2 separate regions of the Triticum aestivum genome follow, and region 2 is linked to region 1. The links are chromatin contacts, called in public Hi-C maps. All regions are on one chromosome and are shown on one strand. Each heading gives the region's core, a stretch centred on a gene start, on an enhancer-like site or on the middle of the called end of the contact. The rest is flanking DNA. Distances are from core to core; before and after follow the strand shown. Region 1 holds the start of LOC123187746 (nodulation protein H). Region 2 holds the start of LOC123187750 (probable carboxylesterase 18).

Region 1 (5,765 bases), core at 3,016-5,515:
ACGGGCCGAGAGCAGCACGCAACAGGCTGCTGCTAACAACGAGGACATCGAGCTGCCCGACGAAGAGAGCGACGAGGAGGACGATGTCCAGATCGCGGAGCGGGCTGTCCCTGAAGCCGTGTTTGGCGAGCTCGGCAAGAGAGCCGCAGAGAGCAGGGAGGAAAGCTCTAGTGCTCAAGAGAACAACGAGCAACAGCTGGGTGCTCTCGAGAGAATCAAGCGAAGGCGTCAATAGGGTCGAAGATTGTGATCCAAGCACGCCATTACCTGTCGTTTGAGCCTAATGATGTTGTAGCTGTTACGTGTAACATGTTCTTGCTAGCGTTTGCTCTTCTTGTACAAGGATTTTGCAGGAGTTAATCCGGTGTGGATCCGCAGCGTTTTTCTGTGTACAAACTGTAAACTCTTGGGACACGTGTCCATCATTTTCAGTGAAATTTTGTCGATTTCAAGGATGAACAATGGACTGGCAGCTTTGTTTGGATGGTGGCCAAAGTTTACCCTACCAAATTTTGTTTCATGACCAAAACTTTGGCCAATAACTCATTGTGCACAACCAAACTGCCATTGAATAGCGTTCGCTTACCACCGCTCTCCCAGCTGATGTTCGCTGGGTAACATTACCAAAACTAAACCAATATTTTGGCTAGTTAAATATTTGGCAAGGCAAACTTTTTTTTGGCTTAAAACCAAACACATCCTAAAGCCTTTGTACTGAGAAATATACACATTTGTTTTCAATAACTCTTTTCAATAATGTATTATCCAAATTTGATTTCAAATAGTGAGTTACTTCGTAGCTCACAGATTTGTCCATAGAAAGCATAAAAAAAGGGAAAGAAATGTAGCTGAAGAAAACCAAAGAATACACCATCACCAGATGCCAACAATTTTGAGCTACTCTGTGTGGTCTGAAAGTAATGAACGCCTAAAACCTGTACATTTTGCCCTATTATTTCCATATCGATCTCTAAGCTTCATGCACTTTAACTACCTCATTGTACAACATAATCAACCCTCTGGAGACTACAGGTCTACAGACTTCCACTACTCTGTGGTCTGAAGAGTCCCTTGCAAATGATCTTGAACCTACATCAGAATCCCGAACGCATCACTTCACGTAATCTGCGCCATCGAGGAAACGCGCGTACTCTGTCCTGTTGAGTCTGCTGTTCACATCCTCCCAGTTCCTGACAAGATCCGGAAGCGGGCGCGTATGGATCTTCACCTGCCTGCTCACCAGTTTCCTCACCGGAACACCGAGGAATTCCTGCACCTGGAACAATACCTGCACACACAGAGGCAGAGACGTGCTATTAAGGTAAACCATACTCTATCAATACTTCGTTAGGGCATCCAAATGAGTTCTACTCCAGTACATTTCTGTTTCTGATTATGTCCTCGTAGTAGAGGATCATGCGCCGTGTCGTGTTGAAGCTGTCCAAGCAGTCTCCCATGTACTTCTCGACGTCCCTGATGTTTGAAACCAGGGTTGACACGTCCAGTTCTGGTTTGAATTTTGCGAGTATCTCGGCCTGGCAGAGAACAAAATAGACTTATCAGATGAAAGCACCAGCTAGTATGACCAACAGGTTGCAAATGAAAAGTCAGTTATGATGGTTGTTCGAAAGAGAGAGGAAGTGCATCAGTGTGCACCGGTTTAACATTTTATTCTGCTCATTCCAGATATTATCGACAATGGCGTTACAATCTTTCTTAAATGCAAAAGCAGAAGATTAAAGTTTGACCAGAAGTTCAAAGTTAGTTTTAGGATTTTAGCATTTCAGAGCCCCATGTCAGCAAAGAGGTAGTTTAGCTGTATGGTTTCAGAACCAGGGTAAGAAAACAAGTGCCTCGCATTTATGCGAAAAAACGTGAGGGAACAGAGCAAAGTCACTGCAGTAAATTTACTGGAATTCTCTGTGCATCGACGATACCTCTTCTTCCGAGTGAACGTGAGATTTATGGGTTCCATTCAGCTGCTTTGCATCTCTGTCATAGTTGTTGGCCAACACAGAGATAAGCCTGCGCAATGTATTTCTCCTGAAGAGAAATATCACTGAGACACCCTTCTTGTTCAAATAACTAAGTATTTCATCATGATGGTCCATAAAACCCTGGAAAACACAACCATAGCAGTTAATGACATAGAAATATTTTTTTCACTTGTTATCACTAGGCATAATGTTGTTAATGCTAACGGTACACTGAACAATACAAACATCAACATCAATAATCATGATTGACCAACCTGGCTTTTAGAAAAGTTTGGTATCATTAACGTGACCTGACATAGCACTGACATCTGAGAAATGCAGGCATGTTATGGTGTGGTACACTTCAAAACTCTTAACTGCAGTTTCAACATTATCTGAACCTTTGGCAAGCAAACCAGATCATAAGGCCAGTTTGCTCTCCATATTTCTATCCACAATAAATAGACTAGATTGCAATATAAATAACTATGGCAAGGCACAGCTTCAAAGTGTACAATTTCTGAAATCACGGATAACAAAGCAGCCAAACTACCGAAGAAATGCTGAACCTCCAAACATGGACCGAGAAAACAGATGAGGTTTAAATACCTGATTTAGCATCCACTTGAATCCAAATGCAGCCGTGCACTCATTCTTTGCTGCACTTGTGAGCCAGTCCAAGTCATACAGTTTGTCGAGTGTTTGTACGATGGACGATATATTTTGTCTTCTATCCACTCTGTTGAATATTTCGCCGTTCGAGCTGATGTTAGGGTGGCTGTTTAGCAGTGTCTCGAACCATCCACTTCCCGATCTTTGCATCGACACGATCACAAAGAACCGAACAGGATTACACGAGCATTCCGCCCTATGGAAAGAAACATGTGTCAGAAAATCTGCATACTCGCCAGGGGGATGCCAATAAAGAGTTTGTCCATCCTATAAAAGGAAAATTACCTGCTGTAACCCTTTGGCTTTGGGAAGTGCACGTAGGGCAGCTCCTCACTTGGAACATAAGGCTTTGCGCAAACATGTTCATCTTGTTCTTGTGCACCATTCTCCTCCACATGCTTGCTCTCCATCCTTATCTGATTGAAGGAGAGGTAGCACACATAGAGGCCAAAGAGCGCGATGAGGAAGACGAGGGTCGGCCGCGGCGGCAACGACGCCCCCTTGGAGCCTTTGAGCGGATATGGGTGCTGCAAGTTATTACCAAATCCATCCATGGTCAGATACTGCTGTTGCTAATACTGAACAAATAAGTAGCACCAAATCCATGGTGAGATACTGTTAGTAGTAATGAACAAATAAATAGTACCAAATCCATGGTGAGATACAGTTACTAATAATGAACAAATAAATAGTAGTAATACCAAATCCAGAAGCAGAGCGGTGGTACGGTACCATTTTGTGACTGAAAGTCTGTAGCAGAAGAAGATTCAGTGCGTGGGCCGGGTTCTGGTCCTCCTGCTCGCGCACAGCAGCAGAGTAACATGCCGAGGTCTCCTCATGGATGTCAGCAGCAGCTGGCCATGTGTGTTGGATGAATCGTCGCGCATCCTGGTAGGTAAAATTACAAATTCCTGCAGTCAGCAAACCCAGCAAAACACTCCCGCAAAAGAAAAGAAAAAGGAAAAGAACTCGTAATAGTACATACCAGCACCTAAGACTCTGCTAATTTCAAGAAAAGAAAAGCACCAGGACTCTGCCGAAAGGGATGCTTCCGGGAAACCGGGAGAACCCTAGGCTGAGGGGGAGGGAGAAGGGAGAGAAGCCCCGGGGCAGGATTCGGCGCCGAGAAATGGCGGAAAGGAGAGTTGGGCGAAGAGCGTTCCCGCGAAATGCCGGCGCGAATCTGCCGCCGAGAGCCTCGGCACGAAATCAGGAACCCGCGGGCCGGATTCGAGCTCCGAGGCGGCGAAGAACCCAAAGCCGGCCGGCTGGTTGGAGCAGGAGCAGGAGCAGGAGGCGGAGGAGGAAGACGAGCCCAGGTGAGATTTTGCTTCCCCGCGCCGCACAAGACAGGCAGCTCTGGGAGAGACCACGCGAAAAGGGAGGAGGGATCCCAACGGAACGGAAGAGTCACACGGCACGAACAGCCCCTCACACCTCAGCTGGCGCGTCAGCAGGAATCGCTCCCAGCTTCCCTCCCTCCCTCTCTCTCTCTCTCTCTAATTTATAGTAAGAGTGAGGGAGATAATGGAGCACGAACGAGCTCGGGTTTTTTTAAGGAAGAAGAAAGGAGAAGGGAATGGAGCAGGAACGGGTTTAGAGTTTGATTATTCGACGAAAGGGTGTGAACGACCGACGGGGAAGAAGAAGAAATTAGCTCAATTAGTTAATGCGGAGGAATTAGGAAATTGGGAGTGAGCGCGGCTGCCGCCTGCCTTGAGCCCTTGACGCACAAAGTGCAGGCGGAGTTAATGAAGAGGGGGGCCGTCGCTGCGCCCGGTCTTGGTGGACCATCGTCGATTAAACCAAGTGGATGGGTGATGTCAATCAAAAAATAGAAAGAAAGAAAAAACCCAAAGGGATGGATGATGGTGCCGGCAGCCTCGAGAGACCTTTTTTTGTGAACAAAAAGCGGTTTCATCAGGCTATTGTTGTGGATCTGGTCCGTCCTCTCGGGTGGAGCGTCGGCTTGACCCGCGATGCTCGGCGTTTCACCGACACATCCTCATCATCATCCTTCTCCAAATGTCGCCGCGCGCCGCTCGGCGTACTACGCGACCAGTCCAGGCGCACCAGTTGTTCCATGCACAGGTTGTGATTTACTCCCTCCGGTCCTTTTTGCTCTGCATATTAGAATTCTCTAAAGTCAAACTTCACAAAGTTTGACCGTATTTATAAGAAAAAATATCATAATCTGCCAGCTAAAGTTATACAATATGAAACTTTAAGTCATGACACATCTATTGATATTGATTTCAGATTGTGAATGTTGGTATTTTTTCTATAAAGTTGGTTAAACTTTACGAGGCTTGACTTCAGTCAAATCTTATATGCGAACTGAAAAGGACCGGAGATTGTGTGCGCCCAATTGTCAAACAAAAAAGAAACAGAAGATTGTGCGCGCCCAAGCCATCCTGATGGCGTGTCTGCCTGTTTGCCCGCCCTCTGAATTCTTTTACACGAAAACGATTTGGCGCTTCGACAAGTAACACGGACCGCCGTATTATTCACATCTTGATTTGTCTCTTCGTTTCTTTCCTTTCTAAATGCAGGTCGTGTGTCTTTTTTTTTTGCAAATAAATGTAGGTCATGTTGGGATTCGAAATGTCGCCACACGCGCTTTGGTGCAGACGACTAATCCCGACGTGTCGGTAGTTTTATGAGTGGGTATTACTTCCCAAATGTTAGACACAAGTGAAGTCTATTTTAAACCTTGATAATGTAGAGCGTGACGCAAATAAACCCCGGCGTTCAAATCCCTGAAGTCTATACCCTAACCTCTCTGATCCTGGTTGTAATCGCCCCTACGCCAGGATTAGGACTGGATTTGCTGACATGGCATCGGGAAATGATGGGATTGCAAATTAAAAATGCCACGTGAAGACGCGCCGCGGCTGCTGCTCCAGCTGCCATTGAGCTCCTTTGCTAGCTCTGCCCCGCCATCTGCCATCTGAATCTCAGTTTCAGTGGCTGCGTTCGGACGCATGCCACATATCCATGTTTTTTCTCACGATTTTTTTGGCCACTTAATCATAACATATTTCATGCAAATAACAGTAACTTGTATGCCTGATTGTGTTTGCTAACACTTATTCTGGTTTCACCAATCAAATCGTA
Region 2 (5,590 bases), core at 146-2,645, 400 kb after region 1:
CCTCGCATCCGACGCGATGGAGCTCTCGCCGGCGAGGCTGCATACGAGCTGAGTCGACTACACAGCGGATTAATGGTCGCACGTGGTGGTTTCCATGAAGTTCTTAACGTCCTTGACGAGCTTCCCGGCGTCGGGGAGCTTCGGGAACATGTAGAAGCCATGGATGGCGTCCGGAAACTCCAGCACCCGCACCGCCTTCCCCTTCCGCCGCAGCATGGCGGGGTACCGCCGCTGCCAGTCTTGCAGCGGGTCGAACCCGCCGATCACCACCATCGCCGGCGGGAACGCCTCCGGCAGCTCGGGCTCCGGGCCCGCCTCGCCAGTCACGTGCGCTGCCGGGTGGTTCCGGTCGGCCCCCTCCGGCAGGAACGCCTTCCAGGACCAATCCGAGCGGCGCATGTTCACCACCGGCCCCACGCCCTCCAGCCTCAGCTCTGCTTCGGTGCGCTCCTCGCCGCCGAAGTACGGCTGCAGCAGGATGATGCCGGCGAGGCGGACGGGGTTATTGGAGGAAGCAGCGGCGGACGAGGTCCACCGGTGGGCCACGTGGTGGGCGATGTTGCCGCCGGCGCTGTCCCCGAAGAGGAAGCACCGGGAGAGGTCGACCGGGACGCCGATGTCGGCAGGTAGGCCGGTGGTGGCAAGGTAGCTGAGCACGTCCGCGCAGTCATCGTAGGCGGCGGGGTAACGGTGCTCGGGCGCGCGGCGGTAGTTGACGGAGACGACCACGGCGCCCAGCTCGCGGCAGAAGCGGCGGCACATGGCGTCCAGGGGCGCGGACGCCGCGGAGAGCAGCGCGAAGCCGCCGCCGTGGAAGTACACGAGGACAGGGAGCGGAGTGGCCTCAGCGTTATCCGCGGACGGGGAGAAGACGCGCGCCCAGAGGCTCCTTGCGGGGTCGACGACGACGTCGACGGAGCGGACGCCGAGCGCGTCCGGGCGCGGCCTCGCCGAGGTCTGCCGGTCGGCGAGCGAGAAGAGGGAGCGGTTCACTGTGCCGTCGCGGCGCTGCGAGAGGTCGCAGAAGGCCCCGAGCGCGAGCACCTGGAGCCGCACCGTCCACGGCAGCACCGGAGGCGCCGGCCGCGCGCTCTCGGCTCCCGCCATCAATTTCTTCGTTTCGCTGCCCTTTCTCCGTTGTGCACACGGGAGAACGACGCAAATGCTGAAGCAATGGAAGAAGATTTTGGCACCTACTCGTATTTCCGGACGGAGGAAGTATACATCCATGAGGGTGACGGCAATCCGTGTCCGATCCGATCGCGACGCGGACAATGTATGTCGCCGACGATGGTTTGAAGATGATCATCGTGTGAAGCAGAGCGTCTGCAGTGACGTGTAGCTGCGGGCTACTGCATATGTACTTCACTCCACCCGCCTCGTTTCGGCTCCCCAATATGAATGATCGAAACGGGCGCGTCCAGCCGGCGTCGCCGCTGACACGCCACCGGTGGAGAACCAGGGACGATGATTAACGACCACTAGTGCTGAACCGGACATGCGTCGCACGTTGCACTAATCTATCTTGTGGCTGCAGACTGTTGAGCGGCCACTGGATCTGACGCAATCGAGCTGTTGAACGTCTTCGTCTACTTTGCAGTCTTCTTGCAGAAATATTCGCAGCAGATATTGTGTTGCATTTTTTTTCTCTCTTTGCAACATAGGTTTGTTGTTGGATTTTTTTACATAGGTCGTGTTTTAGAATTTTGTTTCCGGTCTTCATTTGTTTTTCAACAATGGTGATGTTGTGAAAGAACTTTTGCAGCATAGGTAATGTTGCAGAAATTTTTGAAACTGAAAATAATGTGCAAAAATGCCGCCGTCTTTTGCCTACATCAAGCGCGTCGCCGCCGACCTCAACAGAGCAACATCACGCCCATTCCCACTATCACAGAAGCACGCTGCTGCTACCGCCATTGCAGAAGCACGTCGGGGGAGCACAACCACCACCGCCAACAACCACCCTCACCGCCGCGTACCACCACCCTTGTCCTACCACTACCATCCGTACCTGAATGAGTCGAGGTCGTCCATCACTGGCGGAGATTTGGTTGTCGTCATCACCGCGGGGGTCTGCCTCTGTAGGCGCGCACCGCCGCCCTCCCTAGGCCTAGTTGCTGCAGGATCTAGCCCCTGATCGATAAGGGACTAGTTAGAGGGGTTAGCTCCTGACTGTCCGATGAATAGTCCATCCGACGGACACGAAGGGGGCAGATGCTCAACTGGGATTGTTTAGTTGAAGGAAATAATTTTCCTTTCATGAGGGGTTGTCTAATCATTAGTCGACTGATTTTCACCTTATGTGCTTAGTTACATTTCTTCACTCTTTTCCTTCTTATGTCTTTTCGCTTTTTTTCTTTTTCTAATTTATTTTTCTTCTTTTTTATTCGGAACGATTTTGTTCTTTTTCTTTTTTTTCCATTTCGTGAATTTTTCTTGAGTTCATGCACTTTTTTTGTTTTTTTGAATTCATGAACTTTTTTTCGAGTTCAAGGAACTGTTTTTCAAAAGTTGATGAATTTTTTTATGAAATCGATGAACTTTTTTTTTTCAAATGAATGAACTATTTTTTCAAATCCGGTGACCATTTTTAAAATTGATGAACTTTTTAAAAAATTGATGAACATTTTTGGAAAAATTTCACCGAATTTGGAAAAAAGTTCATCGATCAAATCAAATTTGAAAAAAGTTCATCGTTTTTGAAATCAAGTTCATTGAATTTTAAAAGTTCATCAATTTTTTTAAAAAAATTGATCATTTACGAAAAAGAACAAGAAAATAAAATGTTCCGCGAACTAAAGAGAATAAAAGGAGAAAAGAGAATAAAAGGAGAAAAGGAGAAAAGGAGAAAATGTTCCGATGTCGGCAGGGAGGCCAGCGGTGCCAAGGTAGCTGAGCACGTCCGCGCAGTCATCGTAGGCAGCGGAGTAGCGGTGCTCGGGCGCCAGGCGGTAGTTGACGGAGACGCCCACGGCGCCCAGCTCGCGGCAGAAGCGGCGGCACATCGCGTCCAGGGGCGCGGACGCAGCGGAGAGCAGCGCGAAGCCGCCACCGTGACAGTACACGACGACCGGGAGCGGCGCCGCCTCGGGTTTACCCGCGGACGTGGAGAAGACGCGCGCCCAGAGGTTTCTGTGGGCGTCGACGACGACGTCGGCAGAGCGGACGCCGAGCGCGTTCGGGCGCGGCCTCGCCGGGGTCAGGCGGTCGGCGAGGGAGAAGAGGAAGCGGTTCACGGTGCCGTCGCGGCGCTGCGAGAGGTCGCAGAAGGCCCCGAGCGCGAGCACCTGGAGCCGCACCGTCCACGGCAGCACCGGAGGCGCCGGCCGCGCGCTCTCGGCTCCCGCCATCAGTTTCTTGGCTCTTCTACTTGGCCGCCTCCATCTAGCTGCTCTTTCTCCGTTGTGCGCAGGAGAGAATAACGCAAATGCTGAAGCAATGAAAGAAGATTTTGGCACCTACCTACTCCGACAAGTATACATCCATGAGGGTGACTGCAATCCGGATCGCGGACAATGTATGTCGCCGACGATGGTTTGAGGATGATCATCGTGTGAAGCAGAGCGTCTGCAGTGACGTGTCGCTCTCCACCCGCCTCATTTCGGCTCCCCAATATGAATGATCGAAACGGGCGCGTACAGCCGGCGTCGCCGCTGACACGCCGCCGGTCGAAGTCGACCGCGTGGAGAACCAGGGACGATGATTAACGACCACTAGTCCTGAACCGGACATGCAATGCACGTTGCACAAATCTATCTTGTGGCTTTCCAGTGTTTAAAAAAACGTTCACTGACTGGAAAAGTCTGAAAAAAATCAGAAAAAGTAATTCACGTATTCGCTTCTTGAACTTTATACATCCATTGATTCTTCTCGAATAAACAATCTGAGAAAACCCAAAATTGGGAAAGTTCACCGATTTTTTTAACGACTTTGAATATTTGTTGGCGAATTTGCAAAAGTTCACGAATTTTGATTTTTTTGCAAATTTAAAAAATGTTCATGGGTTTGAAAATAGTTGATGGATTCAAAAATATTCAAGAAATAAATGTTGGCTTTCAAAAAAACTTTGTGAGTTTGAAAGAAAGGTTACAATCTTCAAAACAAAGTTTGTATTTTTTTAAGAAAACATGAGTTTAAAAAATGTTCATGGATTTTTACAAAGTTCAATATTTTAAAAAAGTTTATAATTTTGAAAACATTCATGTGTCTGAAAAAGTTCACGGATTCTAAAAAAGTTCAGGTTTTGAAAATAAATCACGGGTTTTGAAAAAGGTTCACTAATTCAAGATATGTTTATGAATTTTAGAAAATTTCATTAAAAATAGAAAAAAGTAATATAGAAAAGAGAAAAAAAGCAAACAAAACCGGTCCAAAAAAAGAAAAAGGAAAACTGGTTGGAAGATTCTAGAAGCTACACAAAACTAGTTGGAAGCTTCTAGAAACTTCCCCAAAACCAGTTGATGTAAAAAGCCGTTCGTGAAAAGAAAGACAAACAATGTTACATTTGCCGACCCATTGCATTCGGAGGGGTGTCCGCCATTTGCAGTTAAGCCTATAAGTGCCACAAAGGACGCCAGATACGGATTGGGGTTGGTTCGCTCCGTCGATGGCTGAACTGTCAATCGTTTGACCGGTCAGTGATGCACTTTTGTAAAAAAAAGGATCTGAATAATTATTAAAAACATTTTATTCAAGACTTGGATTTGAAAAAAATAGATTTGCAAAAAAATACACAATAAGAAAAAAAATCATAATTTCAAAAATAGCAGTTCTGCAAAGGAGTTCTATGATTGTGAAAAGGTAGGAATTTAAAAACATTCATAAATATGACAAACATGTGTGGATTTGAATATATTCATGCATTTGAAAAAGTTCACGGATCAGAAAAGGTTCATGGATTTGAAAAATGTTCAAGAGTTTTGTAAAATGTTCATGAGTGTGAAAAATGTTTGCCAACTAAAAAAATGCTCACAAATTTACTGAACGTTCACGAATTCATTAAAAGTTTGTGGGTTTGAAAAAAGTTCATAAATTTGAAAAATCTCATGGCTTTGAGAAAAGTTCAAGAATTTGAAATCATTTGTGAATTTGAAAATAGTCTATGCATTCAGGGGAAAATGTAAATTCAAACAAAGTTCACGTATTTGAAAATTTTCATACATTTGGAAAAAAATTGCGCAGCAAGAAAAGAAAAAGAAAAAGGAAAAAGAAAAAACTAACAGAAAACCAGAAAAGAAAAACAAAGGAGCGACCCTCTACATGGGCTGGCTCATTATGTACGACTAGTGTACACTGGTTTGCGAAATGAACTAAAGCCAGAGCCAAGTAGCATTTGGTTGAATCCCTAAAAAAAGCATTTGGTTGATCGGCTCAGTCTGGGAGGTAAAGGAAACGCCTAAAAGGACCTTGGGGAAGTTATGCAAGCACCTATGCGTGGTGAGACAGAAATTATGAAAAAAGAAGTGGCTGGGCTTGTTGAATAATTTTTGGAATTAGAAGAAATTCACTGGCCCTATTGATCGCGGATAAATTGGTTGAAAACAGAGACATAAATACGGAATTCTTTCACGAGTTTGCGTTGGCGAGTAGA

What was found. A called contact is a pair of places that touch in the nucleus more often than the background predicts.
Region 2: a contact with region 1 is called in a Hi-C map of leaf, with 2.6 times the contacts expected there. The contact joins the promoter of LOC123187750 here to the promoter of LOC123187746 in region 1. A contact is called at or near these places in 2 of 5 Hi-C or Micro-C datasets (both in leaf).

Annotation. Positions count from the first base shown.
Region 1 is chr2A:92,632,609-92,638,373 of IWGSC CS RefSeq v2.1, forward strand. It overlaps LOC123187746 (nodulation protein H), which reads right to left and starts at 4,266. Exons shown (of 7, transcript XM_044599670.1): 1 at 3,634-4,266; 2 at 3,381-3,536; 3 at 2,934-3,175; 4 at 2,586-2,844; 5 at 1,938-2,117; 6 at 1,380-1,535; 7 at 846-1,288. The coding sequence starts at 3,383. The coding sequence ends at 1,112. LOC123187745 (pre-mRNA-splicing factor SYF1) reads left to right here. Exons shown (of 7, transcript XM_044599668.1): 7 at 1-462. The coding sequence ends at 235.
Region 2 is chr2A:93,030,584-93,036,173 of IWGSC CS RefSeq v2.1, forward strand. It overlaps LOC123187750 (probable carboxylesterase 18), which reads right to left and starts at 1,396. Exons shown (of 1, transcript XM_044599675.1): 1 at 1-1,396. The coding sequence starts at 1,230. The coding sequence ends at 70. LOC123191563 (probable carboxylesterase 18) reads right to left here and starts at 3,398. Exons shown (of 1, transcript XM_044604247.1): 1 at 2,796-3,398. The coding sequence starts at 3,350. The coding sequence ends at 2,796.